Linked DNA regions of Sus scrofa: region 1 is linked to region 2. Evidence: chromatin contacts called from public HiChIP or PLAC-seq data. All regions are on one chromosome and are shown on one strand. The core of a region is the stretch at or near the end of the contact, and the rest is flanking DNA. Distances in the headings are between cores, read along the strand shown. Region 1 overlaps G3BP2 (ras GTPase-activating protein-binding protein 2). Region 2 holds the start of THAP6 (THAP domain-containing protein 6).

Region 1 (6,566 bases), core at 1,556-4,055, 160 kb after region 2:
GTATCATTAACCCACTGTGCCCCAATGGGAACTCTGGAAAGAGTATTTATGGTTGTATCAGCTACAAGCAAGGTGATTACTGCCCTGGACACCCCTGCCCAGGACACCCCTGCCCAGCAGGCCCACCTTGGAATTTGGAAATAAGACGGGCATCAGACACAGCAGAGGTCAATGGCCCAGAAGAGACTTCTAATGCTTCCATAAGGAGTTCCCATCGTGGCTCAGCAGTAACAAACCCGACTAGTATCCATGAGGATTCGGATTCTATCCCTGATCTCACTCAGTGGGTTAAGGATCTGGCATTGCCATGAGTTGCGGTATAGGTCACAGACGCAGCTCGGATCCTGCGTTGTTGTGGCTTTGCTATAGGCAGCTGCAGCTCTGATTCGACCCCTGGCCTGGGAACTTCCATATGCCGTGGGTATAGCCCTAAAAAGCAAAAACAAAAAAATGCTTCCATGAGGTGGATCTGGACATAACCAGACTGAACATGTAAACAGGACTAAGTGAGAAGGTCAGCTGATCAATGTTGAAAGGATAAAAGAAGAGCCCAGGGCCCAATCTTGGAGTGATTCCTGCTGTGTCCAGGGGCAGGGCCACCCCACCGGAATGGTAACATCTCCATAGCAAGTCTCCTAAACTTGCTAAGCTGAAGGGCTGTCCTTAAAATCACTCACATGCTCCGCTTCCAACACTGAGAAGGGCCCTTGATAAGTACAAGCTTACTCAAGTACTGAAGGAAGGAAGGACGGACGGACGGACGGAAGGAAGCAGGTTCCCACAAGCAACCTTCTCTTTGTAATCTGTCTTCCCTGTAACTTCCTGTGGGGAGAAAAAGCGCTGACGAGAAGGCTCTTTCTCCTGACAGCTAACATGTCTTCTTACACATTGACAAATGAACAAACTTAAGGTTGGTACAAGGTTCAGTCAGCGGAAGCCAGTTTCTCAGCGTTTCAAGCAATTTATGGACCAGTTGTGAGGACCAGGCACTAAGAGACCTGACAATAGGAGGAAGCAGCCCCAGCCCTCAAGCCTCCATCAATCACCTTTGCCCTTCCCTCCACTGCACTAACCACTTATGCAACCACTCACAAAACTCCTCTCGGTGTTCCCCTCCCCCAGCCATCCTTTCATTCACCAACTATTCACTAAGCCTCTACAAGGGCCAAACACTACATTGGATAGAGGCCTGTGAAACAGCCAAGACAGGGTTCTGGGCCTCCTGTAGGCTGAGATCTGCTGAACGAGACAAAACAGATCAGCCACGGGAGTTCCTGTCGTGGCTCAGTGGTTAACAAATCCGACTAGGAATCATGAGGATGCCGGTTCGATCCCTGGCCTTGCTCAGTGGGTTAAGGATCCGGCATTGCCCTGAGCTGTGGTATAGGCTGCAGACGCGGCTCAGATCCCTAGTTGCTGTGGCTGTGGCGTAGGCCGGCGGCTACAGCTCTGATTCAACCCCTAGCCTGGGAACCTCCATATGCTGCGGGAGCGGCCCTGGAAAAGGCAAAAAGACAAAAACAAAAACAAAAACAAAAACAAAAACAAAAAAACCCACAAAAAAACAGATCAGCCAGCAGGGAAGATTAACACAGTGGGATGAAATCTATGGGCAGGCAGTTTGGGAGCTCCAGATTCTGGGGTTTGGGAGACTGGAACTGAAAGGCAAGCAGGAACCAACTGAGTAGATGGGAAGTGGTCCAGGTCAAACTCCTGGAGGTAAGAACAGGAACCGAAAGCTGTTTAGTGAAGCTGGTGTTTAGGAAGTTGGTGGTTGGGCGACAAGAATCTGAAGTCTGAAGAGCTAATATAAATCAAAACTTTTTGAGTTTTATCCTGAAGGCAGTGGGTAAGTACTGAGGTGTGTTAGCCAAGACAGAAACCAACTTAAAAATATCACACAGGCTCTGGCAAGAACAAAGCAGGGGCAGGAGGAAGACAGAAGGCAAGGCGTGCCCTTAACTAACATCTTAGGCAGCAGGCATGACACCGTTCATTCATAATTCCCTCCCTCTTTCACTATTCATTTGACTCATAAGATGTTTCCAAGGTCACTTCACCTTCTTATTATGAGCTGACCTGAAAGATCATTTTAACCTAAGTATAATTCCATTTTATAGCAACATTTCTTGTCTCAGAGTAAAGGCTTCCCCTGATAAATATATTTTGTCTTTTTTTTTTTTTTTTTGCCTTTTTCTAGGGCCGCTCCCACGGCATATGGAGGTTCCCAGGCTAGGGGTCTAATTGGAGCTGTAGCTGCCGGCCTACACCACAGCCACAGCAACGCCAGATCCAAGCCACATCTGCAACCTACACCACAGCTCACGGCAACGCCAGATCCTTAACCCACTGAACAAGGTCAGGGATCGAACCCACAGCCTCATGGTTCCTAGTCGGATTCGTTAACCACTGAGCCACAACGGGAAAGCCAATATATTTTGAATCTTAGGAAAAATGCCCTCAGTAATTTTTCAATAAATTTTATTCATTCATTCATTCATTTACTTTTACCTCCAGCCCTGACCAGAGATCTCCTCAACTAATGCCCATTTGAGGGAGGAAATACCCAGAGAGGACAATCCCAGGGAGGAGGAGGGTACAGGTCCCCACCGGAGTCCCTCAATGATGCAAATTGCCCACCTGAGGAAACGGAACACCTAAGAAAGACCTGGGCTGCATTTTCAGCCGGACCTGGGAGGTAAAGGCCCACCCAGAGTAAATCATTTTATTCTCAGAAGTGAAAGCACGAGACCAAGCCTGAAGGGCTTCCAGTTTACCATTTAAACAGGAGTCAGGATTATAGAGCTCTGGCTCCAGTCACCTTTGGACTTTCTTATGGATTTTGCTGTGGCAGGTTTCCAGTCCGCTCCCCTGCAGGGATGAGCTGGAAAGCTTATTTAGAAAACAAAAGGCCTGGGTGGAGGAGGAAAGGCTGAGAGCACTTCCCACCCACACAGGTCCCGCAGGGAGAGGGATCCCCAGAGAAAGAGCTGAGGGGTGGGGAAACCAGCTGGGGTAAAAGGAGGGGGCGGGGGAGCAACCTCCTGAGGCTAAGGCATGGAAAGGCCCTGGAACCCTGTGAACATGCTTCAGCCACTTCGGGGAGCTCCCACCTGAGCACCTTAAGGACATGGCAGGGACCTGCTAGTGGTGTGAAGGAGCTGCAGCAGAGGGCTACGAAGGAGGAATGAGTGTGAGGACTTCTCAGTACCCAGACCATTAGATAACAGAAAAGTCTTAGTGTCCTTGAAACTCACAGATTACGGTAATAATGGCTACCATTCACTGAGCACAGGGATGTTGCTTAGAATAATGAATACTTGCTATATGTTAGGTCCAGCTTAAGGTTCTTCACATATACATACATATATACATAATACACACATATACATAGATATATACACACTTCACTCATTTAATCTTCATAGCAGTCCTGTCAGGTGGGTTCTTTTTTTTTTTTCGTCTTTTTGCCATTTCTTGGGCCGCTCCTGCTGCATATGGAGGTTCCCAGGCTAGGGGTCTAATAGGAACTGTAGCCGTCGGCCTACGCCATAGCCACAGCAACGCAGGATCTGAGCCCCGTCTGCGACCTACACCACAGCTCAGGGCAACACCGGATCCTTAACCCACTGAGCAAGGCCAGGGATCGAACTTGCAACCTCATGGTTCCTAGTCGGATTCGTTAACCACTGAGCCACAATGGAAACTCCCCAGGTGGGTTCTATTATTATTTCCATTTTATAGTTGAGGAAACAGTCTCAGAGAAGTCATACATGTAACAAGATCTAATTCATAGGTGAGTTCTTTGGATTCAACTTACTCTTTTTTGTCTTTTTAGGGCCCAACCTGTGGCATGTGGACGTTCCCAGGCTAAGGGTCGAATCAGAGCTGCAGCTGCCAGCCTACACCACAGCTCTCAGCAATGCTAGATCCTTAGCCCACTGAGCAGGGCCAGGGAACAAACCCACAACCCTCATGGTTACTAGTAAGGTTCAATACCACTGAGCTACAACACAAGATTCTCCTTACTCTTGAACTTAAGCTATTCTAGTCTATCTATTCTGGATACTGAGGCAGTATTGTATATTCTCGTTTAGTGCTATAGACTATGTAACCCAACTGGGTTTGAATCCTAAGCTGTGCCTCTTGGTGGCTGTGTGACTTTGGCCAAATAATCACAGAATGGGCATAATAATTAGTAGTTACCCTACTAACCACCCACAGGGTGGTTATGAGGATTCTGTTAGTTAATATGTGCAAAGTCCTTAGCACAATGTCTGGAACACAGCACATGCTCAATAAAGGCTGGTCACTACTAAAGATCCATGTCAGATCACACATAGCAAATTAGAGCGCAAAGGACTATCACACACAGCAGTGGGAACAGAGAGCTAACAATCTTTTTTTTTTTTTTTTTTTTTGCTTTTTAGGGCTGCACCCATGGCATATGGAGGTTCCCAGGCTAGGGATCAAATTGGAGCTGCAGCTGCTGGCCTATACCACAGCCAGAGCAACAAGGGATCCAAGCCAAGTCTGCGACCTACACCACAGCTTATGGCAACGCCAGATCCTGAACCCACTGAGGGAGGCCAGGGATCAAACCTGAGCCCTCATGGATACTAGTAGGGTTTGTTACCACTGAGCCATGACGGGAACCCCATGAGAGCTAACAATCTTAACTGCAAAAGGTAAATGGACAAGCATAAACATTCAAGTATGTATGTGAAAAGATGTTTGATGGGAGAAGAGCCTAATGATATGTGCATGACATGAGACCCTTCAGCCCTGCATGTTTATAGCCAGGTGAGGGTGAAGGAATGGACCTGAGATAAAATCTACAACATTTCAAAGATCATCAAACTTGTGAATGGGGATGCCACTCGCATTTCTTCTATAAAGGGTCATTATTAGTTGTCTTCATTAGAGTCCAAACCAATGTAGAAAGATGTTACTAGCCCTAGTCTTGCCAAATATAAATTTTATAAAATTAAAATAACCCTTGTATATTTCAAACTTTGACATTCATTCAGAACAGAACTGGATTTAATGAAAGTAGAATCTGGAATTCCCTGGTGGGTCAGTAAATTAAGGATCTGACATTGTCACTGCTGTGGCTCTGATTACTGCCATTGCATGGGTTTGATGCCTGGCCCGGGAACATCTGCATGCAGTGAGCACAGCCGCCCGCCCCTGCAAAAGTAGAACCTGTTATTCAGTCTAAATATTGAATCTTTTTTTTTTCTTTTTACAACTGCACCTTTGGCATATGGAATTTCCCAGGCTAGAGGTCTAATGAGAGCTGCACCTGAGGCCTAAGCCATGGCCACAGCAACACCGGATCCCTAACCCACTGAGCCAGGCCAGGGATCAAACCCGCATCCTCATGGATACCAGTCAGGTACTTAACCCACTGAGCCACAACAGGAACTCCTGTACCTTGTGACTAAATCTTGAGAATAAAGATGTAAACATAATCCCAATTGAATGAATTAGCTATTTGGTTTTCTTAGCTGTTATTATTCATAGCTGCTCTTTGGTCGAGGTACACATAAAATAGAAAATTATCTCATAGATAAACTCAAGTGCATATGTAACAAACGGACCCTCTATTACATGAACTGACAAAATGAGTTAGGGCTGTGCTGTGAGCTGCAATGGCTACTCCCTGCTGGGGTAGGTGCTGTCTGAAGGGAAATATCCTCAACTCTAAAAACCAGAAGACAGGCACTGTGAGGGTGGATCTGAGGAAGGCTGTCAGGACCTCTCCCTTGCCGTGTGTCTCCCCCCACTAGACTGGACTCTGAGAAGGGATCTTGCATTTTGTTCTGCCCAGCCCCTTGCACCAGGCCTGGTAAATGATTCCTTTATGCTGGGAGCAAAGAGGACCCTATCTGTATCAGTAAGTCCAAGAGCCAGGAAGACAGGACGCCCCGTGAGACATGAACATTCTCAATCAATACACTCTCCTTATAAGCCAGGTCATAAAGACCGCATCACTCTCAGCGTTTATTTCCCTGCGGTATTTCTAGAAGATAAAAAGAACCAGCTTCAGTTAGGCTCAACTGTAGATTTGATTCACAGCCAGTAACTGGCCCACAGCCCTGAAGGGGAAACAGTGCCTCCTAGTGGCCAATATGCTGGTGGTAGCAGTAATTTGTGAGCGACCTGATAAGGTACATCCTGGGAAACACAGTGATAAGCTTATGGTCCAGCGGATCCCTCCTCTTCAAGTATAAAGTCAAATTCTGCTGCTCATGTTTACTTAAAAAGTACCTTTTTCTTACAGAATCTTTGATTCAAAAGGTTGGTAACCTGCAAATCATGATTCCTTTCAACTTCATCAACTTACCTTCAACCGTTTGAATATGTGTGTACCCCCCACAAATTCATATGTTGAAATCCTAACACCCAACGTGATGGCACTTTAGGTAGAGGCTTTGGGAAGTCATTCGGTCATGAGAGCTCCAGATTAGTGCCCTGAAAAAGGAGGCCCCAGAAACCTCCCTTCTGCCCTGTAAGGACACAGTCAAAAGATAAAAGACTGTGAATCAGGAAATTTGACCTCA
Region 2 (7,178 bases), core at 3,448-5,947:
TAGGTGAGAGGAAATGAACTCTTTACTGTTTAACTCACATTACTTTTGGGTCTTTTTGTTATAACCTTATCCTAACTAGTACACTGAGAAGTCTCCAGGCCAGTAAGTAACCCAATGCTTTCCCGTATGCTGTGACCTTTCAGATCCATTCATTTCTGAAGGCTCTCTGTGCTGTGACTTCCCATGGTTCATTCCTCATATTAACACTCAGTCGTCTCCTTTTCTTTGCAATTATCACTCTTGTCCTAAATCATAGTGATCTGCACACCCACAGTGCTAATCCCTCCAAGACCATGAACTCTCAGTTCCCTTTCTCACCTGCAATGGTCTTATCCTCCAAGCCTCATCAGCCACATATTCTCGGTCATACCACGGAACAGTCGTTCTCAAATGTTTTAGTCTCAGGACCCCTTCACACTCTTAAAAATTACTGAGGATCCCAAAGGGCTTTTGTTTATGTGAATTTTATCTATTGATACTTACCGTATTACAGATTAAATCTTCCAGGTTTTTAAAATACTTATTACTTATTTTTTAAAATAATAGCGGTGTTCCCGTTGTAGCTCAGAGGTAACGAACCAGCCTAGTATCCATGAGGACCTGGGTTTGATCCCTGGCCTCCCTCAGTGGGTTAAGGATCTGGCTTCACTGTGAGCTGTGGTGTAGGCTGCAGACACTGCCTGGATCCCGAGTTGCTGTGGCTATGCCTATGGCCAGTGGCTATAGCTCTCAATTCGACCCCTACCCTGGGAACTTCCATATGCCTCAGGTGTGGCCCTAAAAAAAAAAAAAAAAAAAAATTAGCAACAAACCAATTACAGGTTAACATAAATAACATATTTTAATGAAAAAGCTGTATTTCCCCCAAAATAGGTAGATTCTCATATTTGCTTCTACACTCAATCAGCTTGGGTTGAAGTATATGAGGAAATTTTGGCTTCACACAAACATGTAGTTGGACAAGGGAGGAGTATTTTAATAACCTTTTCAGAGAATTATGGATACTCCTCTCTGATACTCACCAGAACTCAACTACTCAAAATTGTTTGCTGCAATGTAGAATCTGAAATTAATCAGTGAACTGTTACATTAAAATCTATTAATCTATCTTGCATTTTGGTTTTTGGTTGTTTTTTTCCTGAAAAAACATGATTTTAAGCATTCATATCTTCTTATTTCTAACTGTCAAGAGTTCTCGGTCAGACTTGAAAATATTTTAAAACAAGTCCTTGGCAACCTCCAAATTATTCTTGGTGACTTAATATCCCCCTGGCCATAATCTTGGGACCAGAGTACATGTAAAAAGTCACCTTTTATCTTGCATTTTGAATGGATCTTTTATCCCTGCTCTGGTCATTTGGAAAAAATCAGTTTACTGAGTTATGCAGACCTTCCAAATGTCCCCACCGTTGACACAGAATATCCAAAAAACATGTTTGTTAACACCACCACCCATCTTGTCAGAAAAGTCAAGTATTGATAAACTTTCAAGCTCACAGAGGTTGAGACAAGCTTTCCAAAATTCTAATTTTCACATGAAAGCTTGAATTTTATCACTGCTGATTGTTCTCCTTGTAATGACAGTCTTGCTTCCTCCTACTCAAGAAAATGTCCACCAAATACCCAAATCTGAATAACCACAGTTCAAATTAAAAAAATGTTCCACTAAAAAAGAAACTAGGTCAGTTCATAAGCCAATTGCACAAGAACGTCTCATAACAACCACCTAATTTCACTTTGCATATGTGCTTGATGAAAACACCCCATTTCAAACATACAAAAAAGACATGTATTCAATAGTTGATATTTGATACAATAATTGTAGTGCTATTATGTTATCAATAATATTCTTAAGTGAAACTGGTTTTCTTTTTTTTTTTTTTAAACTACAGGTCTAGTACACTAGTACAGTTCAGTGCCACCGCCCTGATTCATGCTAAGGTACCAGAGATTTTAATTATTAACTTCACACACACTCAAAAAGACAAATAATGTCTTAGTATTAGAAAGTACTCTTCTAATTGGCCTCAGGAATTCCCAGGGTTCCAATCAAGAAGTGACTCCTGTTTCTTAATTTTTTTTTTTTTTTTTTTTTGTCTTTTTGCTATTTCTTGGGCCGCTCCCGCGGCACAAGGAGGCTCCCAGGCTAGGGGTCGAATCGGAGCTGCAGCCACCGGCCCACGCCAGAGCCACTGCAACACGGGATCCGAGCCGCGCCTGCAACCTACACCACAGCTCACGGCAACGCCGGATCGTTAACCCACTGAGCAAGGGCAGAGACCGAACCCGCAACCTCGTGGTTCCTAGTCGGATTCGTTAACCACTGCGCCACGATGGGAACTCCCTGTTTCTTAATTTTAAGCAAGAAATTCTCTAACCACTATCTCCTCTCTTTGCAATGGATCTAGTTCCTTCCTTCTCTCTTTCTCTACACACTCACCTACCCAGAATCCCTACTCTGGTTAAATACAATTCGCTCCTACTCAACCTGCATAGGAACAGCTAAATATGGCTAAAGCAATAGCACCACTAGAGTCACTGGTGTCACTTTTAAGTCACAACCACTGACAAAAAGTGGGCTCTTACTACCATGTTCCCCTAATCAATCCCCTCCTTCTTCCAAAGTCTTAGGCCCTAATAGGACCTCGATGATGATTTCACATCTTCTCCTCGCTCTTTAAACTTCAAACACCTCTTTTTCCCCTTACACTCTGCTGATGACCTTGCTTCTTATTTAACTATGAAAACCGAAATAATAATCAAAAAAGAACATCCTCCCACAAACTCCATCGACCTACCTGTAAATGCACCTCACACTGTCTTTCCTTCTGTTACAGAATCTTACAGTCCACGTTTTTACTCAAGGCCAACTTCTCTACTGTATGTACACTGGATCACATCCTGTTTGGCTACTCAAAAACGGGGTTCCTACAATTTTCCCTCTTCCTTTCATGATAAAATGTTTTCATTTTATTGGATCATTTCTAAAAATTTACAAATATGTTGCAACATCTCGCATCTCAAGGCGGGGGGACACGATCGCACATCTTGCAGCAACCAGAGCCTCATATTTTTGCTCTCTTTTACAGCCAAACTCCAAGAATTGCCTACAAAGGCTATTTCCATTTCCATTAATCTCATCCCATATTAAATCCACTCCAATCAGGCTTTGTCCCAATCTCTCCACAGAAACTTCTCATATCAACATCACCAGTGACCTCCTTCTTGCTAAATTTAAAGGTTGATTTTCAGTTCTTATCTTACCCAAAGAGCAGCATTTGATTTAGTTGATTACTTCCTCCTTCAAACTCTACACTCCTCTCTGGTATTTAAGCAAAGAACCAAGGGGGTGTGGATAGCATTTGATACTCAGGGTCAAGTATCTTATGAATACAATGAATACTATGTATCTATGAAACACAGATGTATTTGTGCCTTTCTTGGGAAGATGAGAGGAGGAGGTCTAAAACCCCAAGGCCGAAACTCTAACACGGCATCTCAATGGAAATGGAATCTTAAGGATAGCATTCAATATCTTTACACAACCCTTGGTAAATGACCAGCCGTGAAAGAGCTTCATCCAGTGCAGTGAAGGAATGTTCACCAAACCACAGCCTACAGCAGAGGCTTTAGGTTGTCTCAAAACCTCAAACTTATTTATGAAAGAGGAACTTCTATCACTCCTATTTTATATGTAAATAGTAGTTTTCTCAAAAGTACCGAATTATTAAGGCGCAGAGCTAAGATTTGGCGGTAGGACTGTCGGACTCCAAAGCTCAAGCCTTCTAAGCAAAATCTTTAAGGAAGAAAAATTCTTGCAAGAAAAATAACTGGATGGATGTCAATTTTTCAAATTCGAAGCTGACTAGGAATTTTTCTTAAATAACAGAAGTAACAATACATGCCCATCAGACACTCTCCCATACATAATTTCCTATTTTGTGGCAATTAAATGACTGTCTTCCTATTTCACATATACGTTTTCTCTGCGGCAGGTTTAGGCATACTCACTGCCTCTAAAATGAAGCTGGCAAGCTGTAAAACTTATTTACTACAGGAGATGAAATCGTATGCCGATGCTCCGCTTGTTCGCCCTTCTTCCATTATTTCATCACACACCTGAAAGTGATCCCAGGGAAATGTCAGCACAGGCCTGAGGCTGCCGAAGTCCACTTCCAGAAGCGAAAGACTAAATAAAAAGAACCCACTAATAAAGTGACCTATGTGCAAGCCCAGGCTCTTCCCAAGCAAGAAGAGCTTTGCTTGCAAAGTACAACACAAGAGGAAAGGTGGGGCGTGTGGTCGCCTTGCCAAAAACGTTCTCTACGGCAGCAACCCAGCTAGACAAGGTGTCCTGACAACAGCCTAGCCTCAAACTTAAGCCCAAGCCGAACCGCTTTGCCCACCCCGCCCCCAGCTGGACCCGGCGGAAGCTCCTAGGGGAAGAGCCCAGTGAAGTCGTCACCTTCAGGAGGCATCCTCTGTCATAGTGCTCGCAGCCCCGCCGTCCGTGCTCCTGCCCGCGGCCGCCATCTTCCCGCGCCGAGGCCGCCATCTCTTCCACAGCCTCTCAAACTCCACGGCCCCTTCCCCCAGGATGAAAACTACGTCCAGAGACCCAGCTCTGCTCCAGCACCCCCCCTCCTGGCTGCTGCTGCCAGCAGAGCCAAGATGGCGGAGGGACACGTGACCCGGGGCAGCCGGATTTCCGGTTCCCGGGGCGACGGGGCGGAAGTGAAGGGAGACGCAATCTCGGTTATCGGTGTTAGTCGCTGCCTTCGCCGCTAACGGTAACAAATCTTAGGTTGTCTCTCCTTTTCTCCCCATTGCTGCCTGCCCACACCCTGGGCGTGGTTCGGCGTGAGGAGGACCGCAGCGGCGCGGAGACGCCCGGTGGCCCTAGAGGAAGGGCCGCTCTCCGGCTGCATCCACACCTGTGACTGGGCGGCCCCTCCCTTTCCCAGCCGCAGCCAGGGCCTCGAGAAGGGGGCGGAGCTCGGCCGGCCTCCGGGCTCGGATCTGGTCCCCACCGGAGCGCCGCTGCTGCTGGGCACCCGTACTTGCCAGCGTCTCACGCCCCACCTTTACCTCCTCTTCTCCTTTACGTCCGCTTCATTCCTTCAAAATGTGTAGTAACATTTACCAGCTACGCGGTGGGGACACACGTGAGAAAAAAACACAAGCCCTGCCATACTCTCATGGAACTCACCAGGCTGGTGGAGGAGGACTTTCATCAGAGAATGTGAAATAAATGTAGGAATGATTACAGCTTTGAGAAGGAGAAGTGTGTTTTCCGAGAGCTAATACTGGAGAGGAGCCGACATATCTGGGTGTCAAGGATGGTTTCCCGGGGGAAGCTCAGGAGTTAGTGTGCCAAGGCGTTGTAGCGGAGGGAACATGGTGCCTAAGGGGCTGTGGATGGGAAATGTACCAGCTACAAAACTGCAATCAGGCGCCTTGTGGCATAGCTAAATATGACTCGCTTTAGTAAAGAGACAAACCCCTCGAAAATTTTATGAGCAAAGTAAACGTTTTGGAAGAAAATACTTGCCTTTGGCTTTCTAACTGATTTCATGCTACCTAACTGAAACATACCAGAACATACTGGGAAAGGTGAATATGTTCCCCTTAGCTTTGAAGTTACTAACGCTTGCCCTTTTAATTTTCTTTCAGTTCTGTTATGAGTTGTTAACACCATGGTGAAATGTTGCTCAGCCATTGGATGTGCTTCTCGCTGTTTACCAAATTCCAAGTTAAAAGGACTGACATTTCACGTGTAAGATTCTGCCCTAGTTAATTATACCAAGTATGTTTTTGACTGTTAGAAAAGCAAAAGGCAGTTCTATTTTCATCTTCAATTTTGAACAGTAGTTCTCAAGTTCTTTTTAAATAACCTTTGTAGTTGAATTTGAAGTGACAGTGATAACTTCTACACTTGTGTGATTTGGTGTGGAAGTGTAAAAAATACCTGCCGAGGTATCATAAGCTGATTAACAAAAATATCATTAAAGTCATCTTTGCTAAGATTCTTACTTTGCATTTTAACATACCATCAAAGAAATTCAGTGTCGTTTACATATAGTTTACAATGTGAATGAAGGATCTTTGCCTAAATATATTCTGTCTTTTAGAAAATAAGTCAAGGTTATGTTTATGTTTAGAAATAGATCAAACTTCCGTGGTAGGAAAAATATATATATAAATTACTAGTTCAGACTAAAGGTTTTGTAGCTGTATTGCAGATAAATTAAGATGGTCCTAATTTAGTATTTTAACCACTCTTCTGGCAGCATAGGAAAGAAAGGACAATAAGATTTAATAATTACTCATTTGCTACAAGTTTATTTTGCTGTTTTTGTGCCAGGCACTTGTGCTATGTGCCAGAGAAGTGTCTCTAACTACTTGGCTAGATATAATGAAATAAAAAATGAGTATGTGTGCCCTACCTTATTCCAAAAAAGATTCAAACCAGCTTGGAAAATTAGAAAAGATAGTTATTGGCCTCCAAATCTCAAATGAGTTCTGATCTCCAAAATTCCAAACTCTGCAGGTGTTCTCTGCATTCACTCACTACGCATTTATACCCCTGTTTTCTATTAAATGCTCTACTAAGAAATGTCTTGGTGCTGATGGAAGAATGAAAGTACCAGTGTGTGTGTTCATCTGGGATAAAGTTCTCAGATAGGAAAAGGCCCAAATGCTATTCTTTTTTTTTTTTTTTTTTTTTGTCTTTTCTAGGGCCGCTGCGTCGGCATATGGAGAGTCCCAGGCTAGGGGTCTAATCAGAGCTGTAGCTGCTGGCCTATGCCAGAGCCACAGCAACTCAGGATCCAAGCCGAGTCTGCAACCTACACCACAGCTCACAGCAACACCGGTTCCTTAACCCACTGAGCAAGGCCAGGGATCGAACCTGCAACCTCATGGTTACTAGTCGGATTCATTAACCACTGAGCCACAACAGGAACTCCCCAAGTCTTATTCTTTATCATTTATAGATGAAGAAAAATCTTCAGCTGTGAATCTTACTATAAGGTGTTAAATGTCCTTTGAAACTTTTTTCCTTATAATATGAGAAAATTTAAATGAGGGCCATATGCCTGTAGCATGTTTGATAGAAAGTCTGACTATGAAAACTGAAAGTTATGAAAGTGTGAATCATGGCGGTCTCCTGAATATTC

The links. HiChIP or PLAC-seq counts read pairs in DNA pulled down with a chosen protein or histone mark.
Region 1: a contact with region 2 is called in an H3K27ac HiChIP or PLAC-seq map of alveolar macrophages. The contact joins the enhancer-like site here to the promoter of THAP6 in region 2. A contact is called at or near these places in 2 of 5 promoter capture datasets (fetal liver and liver), 5 of 47 Hi-C or Micro-C datasets (embryonic fibroblasts, fetal liver, fetal skeletal muscle and 2 more) and 2 of 2 datasets of contacts at active chromatin or transcription factors (alveolar macrophages and skeletal muscle).

What each region holds. Positions count from the first base shown.
Region 1 is chr8:71,336,471-71,343,036 of Sscrofa11.1, forward strand. The region is part of intron 2 of G3BP2 (ras GTPase-activating protein-binding protein 2); the gene reads right to left. Among named protein-coding and RNA genes, the nearest start is that of G3BP2, 24 kb to the right of the region's middle. Within about 2 kb of position 2,806, at least 22 of the 83 cell types and tissues checked have an H3K27ac peak or open chromatin away from gene starts, as enhancers often do. A contact at or near this core is called in alveolar macrophages, fetal liver and liver, where this site is marked.
Region 2 is chr8:71,177,255-71,184,432 of Sscrofa11.1, forward strand. THAP6 (THAP domain-containing protein 6) reads left to right here and starts at 4,698. Exons shown (of 5, transcript XM_003482412.4): 1 at 4,698-4,790; 2 at 5,674-5,776. The coding sequence starts at 5,697. It overlaps RCHY1 (ring finger and CHY zinc finger domain containing 1), which reads right to left and starts at 4,555. Exons shown (of 9, transcript NM_001097490.1): 1 at 4,466-4,555. The coding sequence starts at 4,555.